2 separate regions of the Cricetulus griseus genome follow, and region 1 is linked to region 2. The links are chromatin contacts, called in public Hi-C maps. All regions are on one chromosome and are shown on one strand. Each heading gives the region's core, a stretch centred on a gene start, on an enhancer-like site or on the middle of the called end of the contact. The rest is flanking DNA. Distances are from core to core; before and after follow the strand shown. Region 1 holds the start of Rnf217 (probable E3 ubiquitin-protein ligase RNF217). Region 2 overlaps Rnf217 (probable E3 ubiquitin-protein ligase RNF217).

Region 1 (7,056 bases), core at 341-2,840, 81 kb after region 2:
GGCAATCCGCCTCATTCCTCCCGCAGTTGCCAACCAAAATCTGAGGCTCAGGGCAGAGTTAACCAGCCAATAAACCAGTGTGGGCAAAAAACACACTTAATAACAAGTACGACGGTAGCAATTGCTAGAGGGCCTGAGTAAGCGGGCCCGGTCACCTCTTCCCTTGCTAGGGAGCTTAGAGGGGAACCTCCACCCCAGGGCTTTGGCATGGTGAACCGGCTGAGAGTGGGCAGAGGGCAGTGGAAGTTACCTGGGCGCTCAGGTAGATTTTGAGGCACTCCTCACACACCGCCTTCTTGCAGCAGGGCAGGGGCTTGATGGGCTTGTCTTCCAGGCACACCCGGCACATCAGCACCATGAGGGGCGCGTAGGGGTCCCCCACCCCGCCCAGGCCCGAGTAGGGTGGAGCTCCTAATAGGCCAGGCACGGAGAAGGGCTCCGGAGCCAGGTAGAACTCCAGCTCGATGCTGCCGCCGTCCAGGGAGAGGGGGTCCGCCGGGAGCGACAAGGGAGAGCTGGGGAAGGAGGGTGGCGGGCTGGCGGGAATCGGCCCCGGCGGTGCTCGAGGTGGGGACTCTGGCGGCGACAATGACTCGGCGGTGGGGGCCTCGGGCAGGTCGCTCTCCACGCAGTACACCGAGCACAAGACTTGCGGCTTGGCAGGGGGCGGGTGTCGCTGGGCCAGCACGTCCAGAAGCAGCCCGTCGGGGGGCTGCTGACCGGGGGTCGCCTCCCGTGGCCCCGCTCCCTCGGCCTCGCGCTCCAGCTGCAGTTCCAAACTCTGGGGGTCGAGGGGCCCGGGGAGTGGCAGCCCCGCGGGCGGCCCTGCCGTGGCCCGATTGCTCGCAGGTTCCTGGGCGCTCGCGTCCACGCAGCCCGGGTCTCTTCCGCAGCCGCCGCTGCTTGCCTCCGAGGAGGAGGAGGAGGCGGCGGCGGCGGAGGCGGAGGCGGAGGCGCGCGCGCCGCGGGAGCCCCGGCGCGGTCCCCTCGCGGCCTGGGGGACTCGGGCTGGCCCGCTGAGCCCCCGGCAGGGACCCGCGCCTCCCAGGGCCCGCCGCCGCTGCTCACCGTGCTCTGCTCCTCGCCCATCGCCGCCCGCGGCCCGCGCCGCGCCGCCGCCCATCCAGCCGCCGGGACCCCCAGCCGGCGCCGGGCAGCGCGGGCAGCGGCTCGCCTCCACTCGCGGCTGCGCTTCTGCTTCCGGGTCCCTCCTCCGGGGCCGGGACGCCCCAAGCTCCCTCCGGGGAGCCCGTGCTCCCGGGCCGCAGCGCGCGGGCAGCCGGCTCCTCCTCCTCCTCCTCCTCCTCCTTCTCGTCGTCGCCGTCGTCCTCTGGCGCGGCAGGGCACCGCCTCTGGGACGCCGAGGGCCTCAGGCTGCGGAGACCCGGCCCGCATGCAGGTCGGGGCGGTGCCGCGAGCCCCGGGCAGGGCGGAGGAGTCCCGGGGGAGGAGGCGACAGTCAGTCCCGCGCCATCCGTCTCCGCGCGGCGGGGAGCGCGGCCGGCGAGCAGAGGGGTCGCGGGCCCAGTGGCGTCACCGAGAGGTGGCGGAGACGCAGGCAGCCGCCGGTGCCCCCCCGGGGAGCGGCGGGAGCGGGCGACCCCCCTCCCCTCGTGCTTCACCTAGGGCCCTGCTCCCTCCCCCTCACCCCACCCCTTTGGCGCACACCTCCCCACACGTACACCCGCGCGCGGGCACCCGCGCTCACACTCGCACGCACCGCCGATTGAGTGTGAGCTAAGCTGAGATGCGCTCTCACGCCTAGAGTTCACACTCGGCCCCATCCAAACCCTCCAGCGCCTGCAGGCTCCCCTTAGGGCTGTGCTTTAAGGAGAACTTCCCACAAAACTGCTGCAAACTGGGCTCGGGACCGAGAAAACACTGGGATGTTGCACCCGAGAAGCAGGGGCAGGGATTCTTCACACTGTTGTGTATTCTGCCTCGTTCCGTTTCCTGCCTAGTGCAACAGGATCTTTGAAAACCACAAGTAATTCAAAAAGCACTTGTCGCCTAGTCCTCCAGCGAGAATGTTTAGAAGCGCTAACAAATAACCCGAGATTTATCTTTTTTTTTTCTTTTACTCCCCTCATTTCTCTCAGGAAACTGTCTTTGTGGGGTTTTCTGTTCGTTTGTTTCTTAACCCTTTTAAGTGAGTGGCCTGGCCTAATTAATCAACTGGATCATTGTTAGGAATCGGGGAGATTAACATAACCATATTCATACCCAAAACTGTTTCCAAGACAACAATTATATTTGAGCCAGAACTTAATTATGTGTTGCTCTATCTTTATTTTACAGGAAGTATTAGTCACCCAAACACTGGTGTGTTTTAATTTTCTAAAGCCAATGAAAACATTTTTTGGGAAACCAACCCTTTTTCTTTTAGCTTGGGAGGGAATTTAATTTACACATTCATGTCAAAAGAAGAAACTGTGAAGTGTGTAGACTCTTTTCTTGAAGTTGTTATTGAGTTATTCTAAAATATTTTCCAAGGCAGATGCAAATGCTACAAGGTGATAAGAATTCAGTACTAGCAAGCAGTGGAACCAAGGCCATAGATTTCTATCAGGTGTAACCGCAACTCAGTACTCCTGGGCAGGTTGAGTTGCATCATTCCAAATGCCCTGTCACTCATTAGTCTAACCCAAAGAATGAAGAATTCTTTTTTGTTTGTTTGTTTTGAGGAAGGGCTTTTTGTGTAGCCCTGGCTGTCCTGGAACTCGCTTTGTTGACCAGGCTGGCCTCTAACTCACAGAGAGCCACCTGCCTCTGTCTCCCTAGTGCTGGATTTAAAGGCTTGTGCCACCACCAGGCTGAAGAATTCTTATTTTGAAGATCAAATGGTACTCAAAAGCCAGCAGTGAAGCCTAGACAGGTAAATGGATGACTACTGGGATTCCTGAAGACTGCCCACCCTCATTGCCCTTCCTTACCATGACTTCTTCCTCTTAGATGCTTCTGGCATTTTTGATCATAGGAACATATTATTCCCACTTCCTTCCTCCCAGTAAATTCACACTTGAATGAATGCTGGGCCTGGCACCTCTAGAATTGGGTCTGAGACCCACAGGACCCCAACAGTATAAAAACAAGTCACATGCAATGTTGTGGGATATCTGTACACTGTGTGAAGACATGTTGCTGTGGTTGGTGTAATAAATAGCTCAATGCCCAATAGCTAGGCAGGAAGAGGTTAGGCAAGACTTCCAGGGACAGAGAGAACTCTGGGAAGAAGAAAGGCAGAGTTGCCAGACAGACACAGAGGAAGCAGGATGGGCAGTATAAGAATAGGTAATGCCATGTGGCAGAACTTAGATTAATATAAATAAGTTAATTTAAATTATAAGAGCTTGTGGAACAAGCCTAAGCTAATGGCCAATCTTTCATAATTAATAATAAGTCTCCATGTCATTATTTGGGAGCTGGGTATCCAAAGATAGTCCAATATGAATGTATGCTACATATGGTGCCCAACATGTAACAAGGAAAGCCACATAGGGCCTGAAAAAAAGTACTGAACTCAGAGTAGATGGTGGCTTTCTGGCAACCCAGGTCTCAGGGCACAACTCCTTTAAAAGGCCCTGCCTGCTATGAGCAGCCAGCACTACTCTGTTGGGAGAGTAGGAAGAAATACCTGTTGCAGTGTGTGCCCCAAAACTTCCCAGGCTGGAGCAGATAGATGGAGCTCCATGCTGGGGCCCACAGGCATGAGACTTGACTCTCACCAACCAGCTTCCAGCAAGCAACATGTGTTAGCAGAGCCACAGTGACGCTGGTTTTGGCTCACACTAAAAATGTGCAGAAAGTCAGGTCTAGACTAAGAAAACCTCTGAACAGATATACTATGCTTAAAAATGTTCTTAGATGCTAAAGAAAGACAAGAAAAATAGACAGTTATTAAAAATTTAATAGTTTAAAAATAGTAAAGTAGTTAAAGAGAAAATAAAATAATATAAAAGGAAAAAACCTGGAAAAGACAGAAAATACACAGAGTATCTGGATCCTGTATGGTGCTTTGTTGACTTTAATTTTTTTTTAATTCTAATGAACAAAAACTAATAGCTGGGGTCTGGAGAGATGGCTCAGACGTTAAGAGAACTGGCTGCTCTTCCCAGAGGTCCTGAGTTCAATTCCCAGCACCTACATGGTGGCTCACAACTGGTGCACAGGCATACATGCAGGCAGAACACTATACATAATAAATAAATCTTTAAGAAAAACAATAACTGCCAAGAGACATTGGATTATGGAAACTGCTAAATTAAACCAGCATGCACACGCACTCACACACAGACAGACAGACAGACAGACAGACAGATATAGAGACATACTTAAAATGCCTTAACTTCAGAATGAAAGTGAGGAAATATGTTGTATTGGGGGAGAGGTTATGACTTTGTTTCCACAGGAAACAAAAAATCTATGGATCTCTTCAAAATTAATGAAGATCAGATATGATTGAGGGAGACCTCCTGAAAATCTTAGCTAAAGACATGAAGAAAAACAAGACAGGAGTTATATATGCAAACCCCTCTACAAGGGAAAACTCTGAGACTGGATGAGACATGATAAATCTTGTTGGCTGCAGAGTCTTCGTGACTTATTCTTACATGTCATCTTTTCATATGACATGGATAGAGATTTATATTATAGTTTGGTTATGCAGTCCAAACAGACTTATAAAGTTTACAGATGCCTTTTACCTGCTTAAACGTAAAATAAACAAACAAATAAAATAAACAAACAAATCATCATCTTTAGCTGATGTGTGCACATTGCAATCCCATACTTGTATTAATACAGACACATATGTTACCTTTAAAAGTTTGTGTGTTTTCAGAAAAAAAAAAAAAAGGACCAGACACCAATGAGGACGAGTAGCCCAGATGGCCCAGCCTCTCAGAATGCAGTTTCCTCAAAATTCTGTATCCAGAACAACTTCAAGGCTGATAGCGGAGATGGTTCAGTCTCACACACTACTCCAGCCAGGACTTCAGATAAGTCCTGCACTTTTCCATTACACAGAGACTAGAAAACCAATGGCACAGCAAGCTCTCCCAGGTGTGGACCATTATCTCAAATTTCCCAGGGTCCTCAGAGATGCTGCCACCCCCAGACAACAGGAAGCAGTCTAGAGAACACAACACCACATTCCCAAGATTTGGAGTTCATGGTTTTTGGTTTTTCAGTAGATTGTGGATGTTTATTATCATTTGGGGAGGGGTGTTTACAAATTGTTGTTGGTCATGCTCAGGGAGAAAGCTAAGCAAAGTGGATTAGATTCAAATATCTCTTTCTAAAAAGAAAAGGGAGGGATATAGAAAGGATAGGATAAAGGCTAGATTATTAAATCTAAACTAAAAAGCAACTACTAATCTCAAATGTTTACATTGATATGGATTTTTGTATTTTGACACAAATTTAAGGTTATTTTTATTATATGTATATATGTTTCTATTCTTATTTGAGGTATAGTACCTATGCAGCACATTTAATGATGTAATGTAAATTTCTAGTCCTTAAAAGTTATTATTACCTCACAAAAACACTGGCAATAGATAATCTAATTTTACCAAACACAAAAAGAAACAGGAGGGCAAAATCCACACGCAATGACACCACCAACAATAAATCCAAAACAAAGAAGAACCAATGAACAATGGACATTAATATCCCTAAATGTCTTAACTTACCCATAAAAAGATATAGGCTAACAGAATGGATACGAAGACAGAATCCATCCTTCTGCTGTTTACAAGAAACATACCTCAATTTCAAAGACAGGTGATACCTCAGAGTAAAAGGATGGGAAAAAATTTTTCAATCAAATGGGCTCAAGAAACAAGCTGGGGTAGCAATCCTAATATCTAACAAATTAGACTTTAAACTGAAAGCAATCAAAAGAGATGAAGAAGGGCATTTCATACTCATCACAGGAAAAGTCCATCAAGATGAAGTCTCAATCCTGAACATCTATGCCCCAAATACGAAGGCACCCACATTTGTAAAAGAAACATTACTAAAGCTCAAACCACACATAAAACCACACACACTTATAGTAGGAGACTTCAACACCCCCCTTACACCACTAGACAGGACCACCAGACAGAAACTTAACAAAGAAACAAAGGATCTAACAGAAGTTATGGCCCAACTGGGTTTAGAAACCATCCTGAGTGAGGTAACCCAGTCACAAAAAGACAAACATGGTATGTACTCACTCATATATGAATTTTAGACATAGAGCAAAGGATTACCAGCCTATAATCCTCTTCACCAAAGAAACTAGGAAACATGAAGGACTCTAAGGGATAAATGGTCCCCAGGAATGGAAGTGGCATGAACTCCTGAACTAATTGGGAGCATGAGGGTAGGGGGGGAAGGAGCTGCTACAATAAGAGCAAGAGAAGAGGAGTAAAGGAGAGGAAATGGAGGGGCAGAAATATTGAGTTGGGGGAAGATTAGAGGAGAGAGAGCAGGATGAGAGATACCATATCAGAGGGAGCCACTATAGGTCCGAGAAGAGATCTGGAACCAGGGAGATCTCCAGAGACTTACAAGGATGACACGATCTGACAATCCAGGCAATGGTGGAGAGGATAACCTAAAAGCCCTTCCCCTAAAATGAGATTGATGACTTCTCTTTATGCCATCCTAGAGCCCTCATCCAGTGGCTGATGGAAGCAGAGACAGACATCCACAGATATACACTGAGCTGAAATCTGGAATTTAGTTGAAGAGAGGGAGGAATGAAGAGGGAAGGGGTCTGTACCAGGTTGGAGAAACCCACAGGAACAGTTGGCCTGAACAAGGGAGAGCACATCGACCCCAGATGCTGTCGACAAGACTGATCCAGACCCCTGAACATGGATGTCAATAAGGAGGCCTCTGCACTCCGGGGAGCCTCTGGTGGTGCATTAGTATTTTTCCCTGGTGAAAGAAGGGACTTTGAGAGCCCATCCCACGTGAAGGGTTACACTCTGGCCCTGGACACATGGGGAAGGGCCCAGGACCAGCACAGGAAGATTTGGTGGACTTTGCAGAGCCCCCGTTGAG
Region 2 (7,144 bases), core at 1,563-4,062:
CCAGCTCTCTCCACCTATTGCAGGACATATTTATTATTACCTACATATTGCTCCTTTATTAGTTCCCTTAGCAAGTAGATTTCATAAGTGTTCTTTCAAGGTCATATGGCTGTTTATCAGCAGTGAACGAAGTCAGCCTAGACCGGCTTTCTAGAGAACAGTTCGAAGGCGAGGCTCTAACCAAACAACCACATAAATGTACCATAAAATTGAAAATGATAATCTCTATGGAGAAGACCTTTCAGCAGAGGGTAATGCATTTGTCTCTAGTTTTCATGGGAGTACATGTAAGACATATTGATTTTCTCATTGTGAACTTGCTTGCAACTTGATAGGCATTAAGTATGACATTAAGACATTAAAGGAACAAGTTAGGCTAGAAATTGCATTTTAAATCAGATATTACAGTCAGCCTATAGAAAAGAAACTGCACAAACTTTTGATCTTATAGCATGAGTTTCATGGAGAGAATATTTTGAAGGAAGAAAGTAAAACTGATTTGACAAGGTTGTCTCAGTGTAAATTTCTCAACTCAGGAAAGCGCTTATTCAATATGATATGAATTTGATGGTGTTTCGAACACAGTGCACTTTATTCAAATTATACAAACTGTTAATTGGGGTCCTGGAAGGACAAATGAGCACCAGACTTCTGATTACTGGTAGTATCTTCTATCTGTCCTATTGCCATCTGTTTAGTACAAATATTTAACAAATGGTCTTTATATATTAAAAAAAAAAACTATACAAAGGAAAGGCTCAGATACTGCATTTTAGATCTTAGCTTCATGTGAAAAACATTCACTGAGCTAGAAAATGACTGAAATTTAAAATCAATTTTTAACCTGCTGTCTTAAGTGTGTCTAACTTGATAGCCAAAACCATAATAAATGATCAAAGTGACATCTTAGAACAAGATACTACAACCCAGTAATTCAAGAACAATACTCCCAAAATAAATAAACACAATAAAGGACCTGTTGATAGGTATAAAACTGGCCTAGGGATATAAATAACACCATAAAGAGATAGTAAATTACTCAGACACATTAGGGATTACAGACAACCTTTTTTAGTTGTAAACTTATTCCACTATATCAAATTGGAAGTGGAGTTGGTTATTGGGATAGATGATTGAAATACATCAAAATGAAGAGGAAGAAGAAAAAAAAGTCTACTTGCTCACCTCAAGTATCAAGACCTTAGTGTCAATTTACAATGCTACCCTGCAAACATGTATGCCATGGGACTTTCTGGAATGACCATGCCAAAGTCCTCCTTATCTCAGTATCGAGATACTTTTGAGCATGCAAATCAGGTAGTGCTAAGGCACAGCTTGGAATTTAGTGATGCTATGTGAACATTATGCTAAAGTAGTAAGAAGCACTGCTTCAGGAATTACTGGAATCATGCCTCACACTATGGGCAGCATAGAACAGGGAGATTATATGTCTCTTGGCTGTTGGAGAATAAACAGGGGCAACAAACATGATCATATCCACGTTTGATGGCAGCCTGGCTGCTGTTGAAATCTGCAAAGTAGCTCTGCTTTGAGTTGTGCTGCAGTTTGGATCTGAAATGTCCTAATAGTCCATGAATGCTGGTGAAGCTGCTACCTACTGTGCTTCTGGTTGATGGAGACCTTTAGGCGGTGGGGTTGAGGGGATGAAGTTGGGTCATTGTGGGCCTTTAGGCGGTGGGGTTGAGGGGATGAAGTTGGGTCATTGTGGGGATGTCCCTGAAGAAATAGTGAGACCCAGACCCACCTCTTCTTTTTCCTTCCTCTGCCATTCTACATGTTGCTGCTACTCACCAGACTCCAAGACAATGAGGATAGCCAGTCAGTCATGCACTCAAACCAGAGGGCAATCTTCCTCCTTGTAAAATGAGTATCTCAGGCATTTTGTCACAGTGATACAAAGCTGGCTGACATATACCTGGCTTTCCATCCTGTCTCAAACCCTGACAATTTAAACTACTTCATCCTGAGCAACATTTACTTTCTACTAAATTTCTGCCCTCCTCAAAGCAACTTTATTCTCTTGGTCCACTTGCCCCCTGTTCCTTTGCTTAACTACAACTCAGCTGACAGACACTGGGAGATGCCCATCACTGGGATATATTATCCAAATACCTTTTCTTCACTCAAAACCACACACAGCTGAATATATACACAAGATGATAAATTATGTTTATCTTAACATGGCTTTGATGAAACAAGACATAATATTTTATTCTTACAGTAATTGTACCTTAAATTACAGAACTTGTTGCACATTTAGTAATAACATTACTGTTTAAATTACTCAAATCACTTTCACTTTGATGCAACTATGCATTCATGTTTTCATTACCACAAATTTCAAAACTGAGTAGTCTCATTTTATACATATATCTAATTCTAAAAATAATTGAGAAAAAAATAAAATATTCTCAGTTAGGGAAAGACAAGTCTACAACTAAACATCTCTTGATAACATTAATAAAATACAAGTGGAGTAGTTCCTCAAAATAACCTAAGACTACAAAGCATAAAATTAAAAAAGTCTATTAAGATTCAAGGTCTCTGTAGGTCATTGTTGCAGTTACACAATTTCATCATCTCAAGATGGCTAGCTTTAACAAAAGACTTTTCTGGACAGTTATGCGTTAAAGAGACAGGAGTACCCAACACCACAAAAAAACAAAACAAAACAAAAACTATAGCTATGAGTGTTGGGCAGCCTTGAGGCCAATTAGTCATGAAGAGACTGACTAACTAAGCAGGACTCTAGCTCCCCACTGGCACAGTGGAGGAAAGGAAAATTCTAGATAAACCACAGTCTCCTTAAGGCTACGGGATGAATAATGGAGTAGCCATTGTTTCCAAGACACAGCACAGGGCAGGAACAGCCCCTAAATGGAGCGGCTGTGATGGTGAAAGAGGGTACCATTCAGCAGCCTCATGGCCTCATGCTGGAAGTTCTCTACTCTGCTCCAGGCCAGACTCCTACTGAGGTGCAACATATTGCAAGATGATTGTTCTGGGCAGGGCTGCTGCACTCTTGTATCTCAACAGCTCTCTAGGCTGCATCTCACAGCTCAGCCTATGGTTCCTATTCCTGGTCTTGTCCTCTGTGGCAGCCTCTGTACTCTGCCAGTCTGATTTCTCTCTGACGCCCACAGAATTAAATTCCAACTTGTGACCCCACGGTACAAGACTCAGCCTGGCCTGCACTTACACATCTTCCCAGATGCCTCTCCCTTCTTTCCCCACCTGTTCCCAACACACCCGGCCTCAGCCTTGGGGCCTAAACATTGACTCATGCTTTCTCTACCATGCTTTCCTCTGTGTCAGCCAGAACAATTCCTTCTCCAGGAAGCCGTTCTTACCATCCTAGCTAGTGCCTACCCAAGCACTCACTTACATACTCTTATTACATATGTCCCTTCTACAACAGATTGCATCTTAAGCACCACCCCCAGATGTCTAGATGGTAAATAAATGCTTGTTCCTAGGGGGGGACTAGTGAGAGATGGTTGAGTTTTAGGAGGCAAGGCCTAATGGCAAGCCTTCAGATCACTGAGGCTATGCCCTTTGAAGGGAAATTGAAACTCCAATGCCCCACCCCCCTTTGCTGTACAACTACAAGATGAGTGTTTTGCTCAGCTGGTTCTTCTACATAGGCCCAAATGAATCAGACTAAAGTTCCCTAGACTAAAATGTCTCCAGCTGATCAATAGATAAAACAAACCTTTTCTCTCTATAAGTTGATTTTTGTTACAGTAACAGAAAATTGGCCAACACACCCTAATGAGACTTTTGAGGCAGGGACAGTGTCACATTTGTTTGTTACCTGATGGGAGTAAATGCCAAACATTCTGTAGTTGGCAAATAGTGAATGAGTGATATTTTATACAACTTTTGCTTATAATAAACAAAGGATGAAGAAATAAAAATTAAGACCAATGAAGAAGTCAAGCTCATTATTTAAAAATGGGGTGGGGACAACTATTTACTTAGCACTTAGTAACAGTTATGACTGTGACTCTAAAGCTTACCCTTCCATTAGGTCATTAAAAAAAATTTCAACATGATTAAGGTCAAAGAGAAAACTTCAGTTAAATCCTCCAGGGAGATCTCTTCGCATTGGTCTCCCCAGACCACATGTTAGAATCACCAGCAAAGTCTGCTTACCTGGGGCTCTGGATTAAGGAATAGAAGGAAGCCCAGGCCACACCCACCACTAGTAGGCCTATCGTGGCTGCTCCCATCCTGTGACCTTTAACCTACTGCTCAGGAAAGCATGCTTACTTTGTATCTGCTTTCTGATCTGGAAGGAGTAGGGATATGTCCTTTTTTCTTAAAGGTTGTGAAGTGTTTGCACTGAGGACACGGCTTGGTGCTGGAGTCAATTCGGCCAAGTTCCAAGAAGTACTTATACTTGATGGAGTCTTCATGAGTCAAGTTGTAGACGACAGTAGTTTCCTCCAGAAATTCAAAACACTCTGTGATGGGGCATTTGATTTCTACTTGGCCAAGTTGTACCTTTGTGAAAGGACAGAAGGAAAAGAAAAAGACCACTGTTTATTGAGGTTGTTTGTTGCTTGTTTTTGCATACAGCATTAATTATCGATTGCTTTCAAGACAAGGTTTTCAGCTCTCTTTCCAGATAGCATAAGGAGTTAGTCATTTTCAAACCTACATTGAGTACCAAAAACTGTGATCTGTAGGATGCTTAAGGGCTCTCTGACAATTATGTTTGTGAACTTATTTGATGATCCACAGGCATATTAAAGACGCAAATGACCATCTCATTCATATATATATATATATATATATATATATATATATATATATATATATATATATTGGAAACTGCAGGGTGAGAGAGCATACAGGCAGCAAGCCAGCTGTAAGTCGTCAGATGAGTCAGCATCCTGGGATCCGACAACCAAAGGCATTTCAGAGATCTCAACCTCACTGCACTGTTTCAGCACTATGCTTTGGGCACATCTTTAAAAAGAGAAATCTTATGAAGTGTTTATGTTTAATAGCTATTAGTTTATAAAAATAATAACCCAAAATTAATGTTTTCTTTGGCCCTTCCCTTACAAGCACATAAACAGCTCTGATGTTATCACAATCTTAGAAGTAAGAAAAGAAAAACAAGAGAAGCCTGGGTTGCTGAGATGGCTCAGCAGGCATAGGTGCTTGTCACTCAGGTTGAGTTGTGAGTTCAATCCCCCAGACCCACACAGTAGAAGGGGATCAACTTCCAGAAGTTGTCCTCTGATTCCATGTGCACACTTTGGCACAAGTAAGTCCCCTTCCCTACAATACACCAAAAGAATAAATATGAAACAGCTAAAAATACATTGGTGGTGTTAAGACACAGTAAGTACAATGGTAAAATCTGGTTGTAACTAGGAGCATACTTAAATGAATATTATGAAGATACTTAGAAAATAAACCTGTTTGTGACACATTTTCTACAACTTTAATAGAAAATTATAGGGTGATTTATATTTTAACAGTATACTAATATGCTGGCAAGGGTATTTATTTAAAGCCAGCCAGATTCTTCTACATTATTATCAGGTTAGCTCATGGCTTTTCCTGGCATTACCATGTCCTCCCAGCTTCCTTCCACTTTTCACTTCTTACCCATCCCCCCACCCTCAAGTTTGTATCTGATGAACAGCAAAGTTGAAAGTGAGTTTAAGATTCTTTAGTTTTAGTTGCTCTTTCTGGCATGTTTTTTCTCTTCTCCAGACCATGTGACTTTTTCCCATTTCCACCTCACTCTTCCTGTGCTCTTTTCTCTTGTGGGTGGATTAGGGTTAGATTTCTCAGAATGTCAGAGTAGCATGGCAAAATCAGAGAGTTGTAATTGTCATGTGAGTTTCCAATGCCGCCCTTTGTCACATTGTGGGGTTGGGGGCAAGGAGATTACAGTGCTGTGGTTACTTTGGAAAATATCCTAGTCCCTCTTTATTCAAGTTTCTCCATCTCTTAAAAATGAGTTGTGTTAGAATTTTCTGTTTTAATCATTTTCTGTCATGTTTATTGTGTGTGGCATCTAGTTCCCATTTCAAATGCTAAAGGTAGTATCCTTCTCTCCCAATCTAGCTCTGTGGTCTTCTTGTTAAATTAATGTACATATATTTAAGTTACACCTCAGGAAAGAGGTCCTTATAAACTTTTCATAGAGACAAAAATAACCACGGAAGAGTAAGAGTTTGTTTGGGTTTATGAAAATGTTTAAAAATGGGGGGCTGGAGAGATGGCTCAGAGGTTAAGAGAACTGGCTGCTCTTCTAGAGGTCATGAGTTCAATTCCCAGCAACCACATGGTGGTTCACAACCATCTGTAATGAGATCTGGTGCTCTCTTCTGGCACACGGGCATCCATGGAGGCAGAATGTTGTATACATAATAAATAAATAAAATCTTTAAAAAATGTTTAAAAATGATAAGATGTTCCTTCTTTTAATGGTCTGTTGATATCTATGAAGCCCTGCTCAGAACAGGGCACCAAGTTAAGTGCTGAAGCTAGGCAGGTACCTATCAGGAATGAGGCAGTCACAGTCGGGACCCAGAGTGATGACAGTGTCAGTCTGACAGGGTGGTGCACGGTGTCACCAAAAGATGGGGAAGCTTGGTCACTTCAGACCTGGGAGGGTCAGACTAAGCTTCTTAGACTGAGTGAGGCTGAGTGGCAGCTTAAGATCAATGGGACTCAGCCAATAAGGATGAAGCTGCTCCACGAGGTCAAATGAACCAACACAGAAAAAGGCCTGGGGGCAAATGCAGAGCTCTCTAGTGCAGGAGTGCCGCGCTTTAGTCACCCCTACTGTATTGATTTACACAGCAAACATTCATGTGAATTACACCCTTAAAATGGGATTGAAAAATAAGATTGGACCCCAATGTCTGAGTGCAGAAGAGGCTGTAAACATGAACTTGGATCAGAGCACAAAGGCAGGGCATTATGATATCTGAGGACCCTGAACTTTTTTTCCTACAGAAACAGGCAAGTACTCAGTTCGTAGCACAGGGAGGCACAATTTCTCTCGTTTATTGGGGAGCAGCCCACTTTTGTGCTTAAGAGCCCAGATGACCTTTTCCCAGATTGATGCTTGAATTTACCCTTCCTCTACTTT

Evidence for each region. Hi-C and Micro-C count contacts between places; a contact is called where the count stands out from the background.
Region 1: a contact with region 2 is called in a Hi-C map of the CHO-K1 cell line, with 5 times the contacts expected there. The contact joins the promoter of Rnf217 here to the enhancer-like site in region 2. A contact is called at or near these places in 4 of 8 Hi-C or Micro-C datasets (the CHL-YN cell line, the CHO-K1 cell line and fibroblasts).

The regions. Positions count from the first base shown.
Region 1 is chr2:249,831,070-249,838,125 of CriGri-PICRH-1.0, forward strand. Rnf217 (probable E3 ubiquitin-protein ligase RNF217) reads right to left here and starts at 1,591. Exons shown (of 7, transcript XM_027398436.2): 1 at 938-1,591; 2 at 251-902. The coding sequence starts at 1,395.
Region 2 is chr2:249,749,154-249,756,297 of CriGri-PICRH-1.0, forward strand. Rnf217 (probable E3 ubiquitin-protein ligase RNF217) reads right to left here. Exons shown (of 7, transcript XM_027398436.2): 3 at 4,294-4,527. Among named protein-coding and RNA genes, the nearest start is that of Rnf217, 80 kb to the right of the region's middle. Within about 2 kb of position 2,813, at least 2 of the 6 cell types and tissues checked have open chromatin away from gene starts, as enhancers often do. A contact at or near this core is called in the CHO-K1 cell line and fibroblasts, where this site is marked.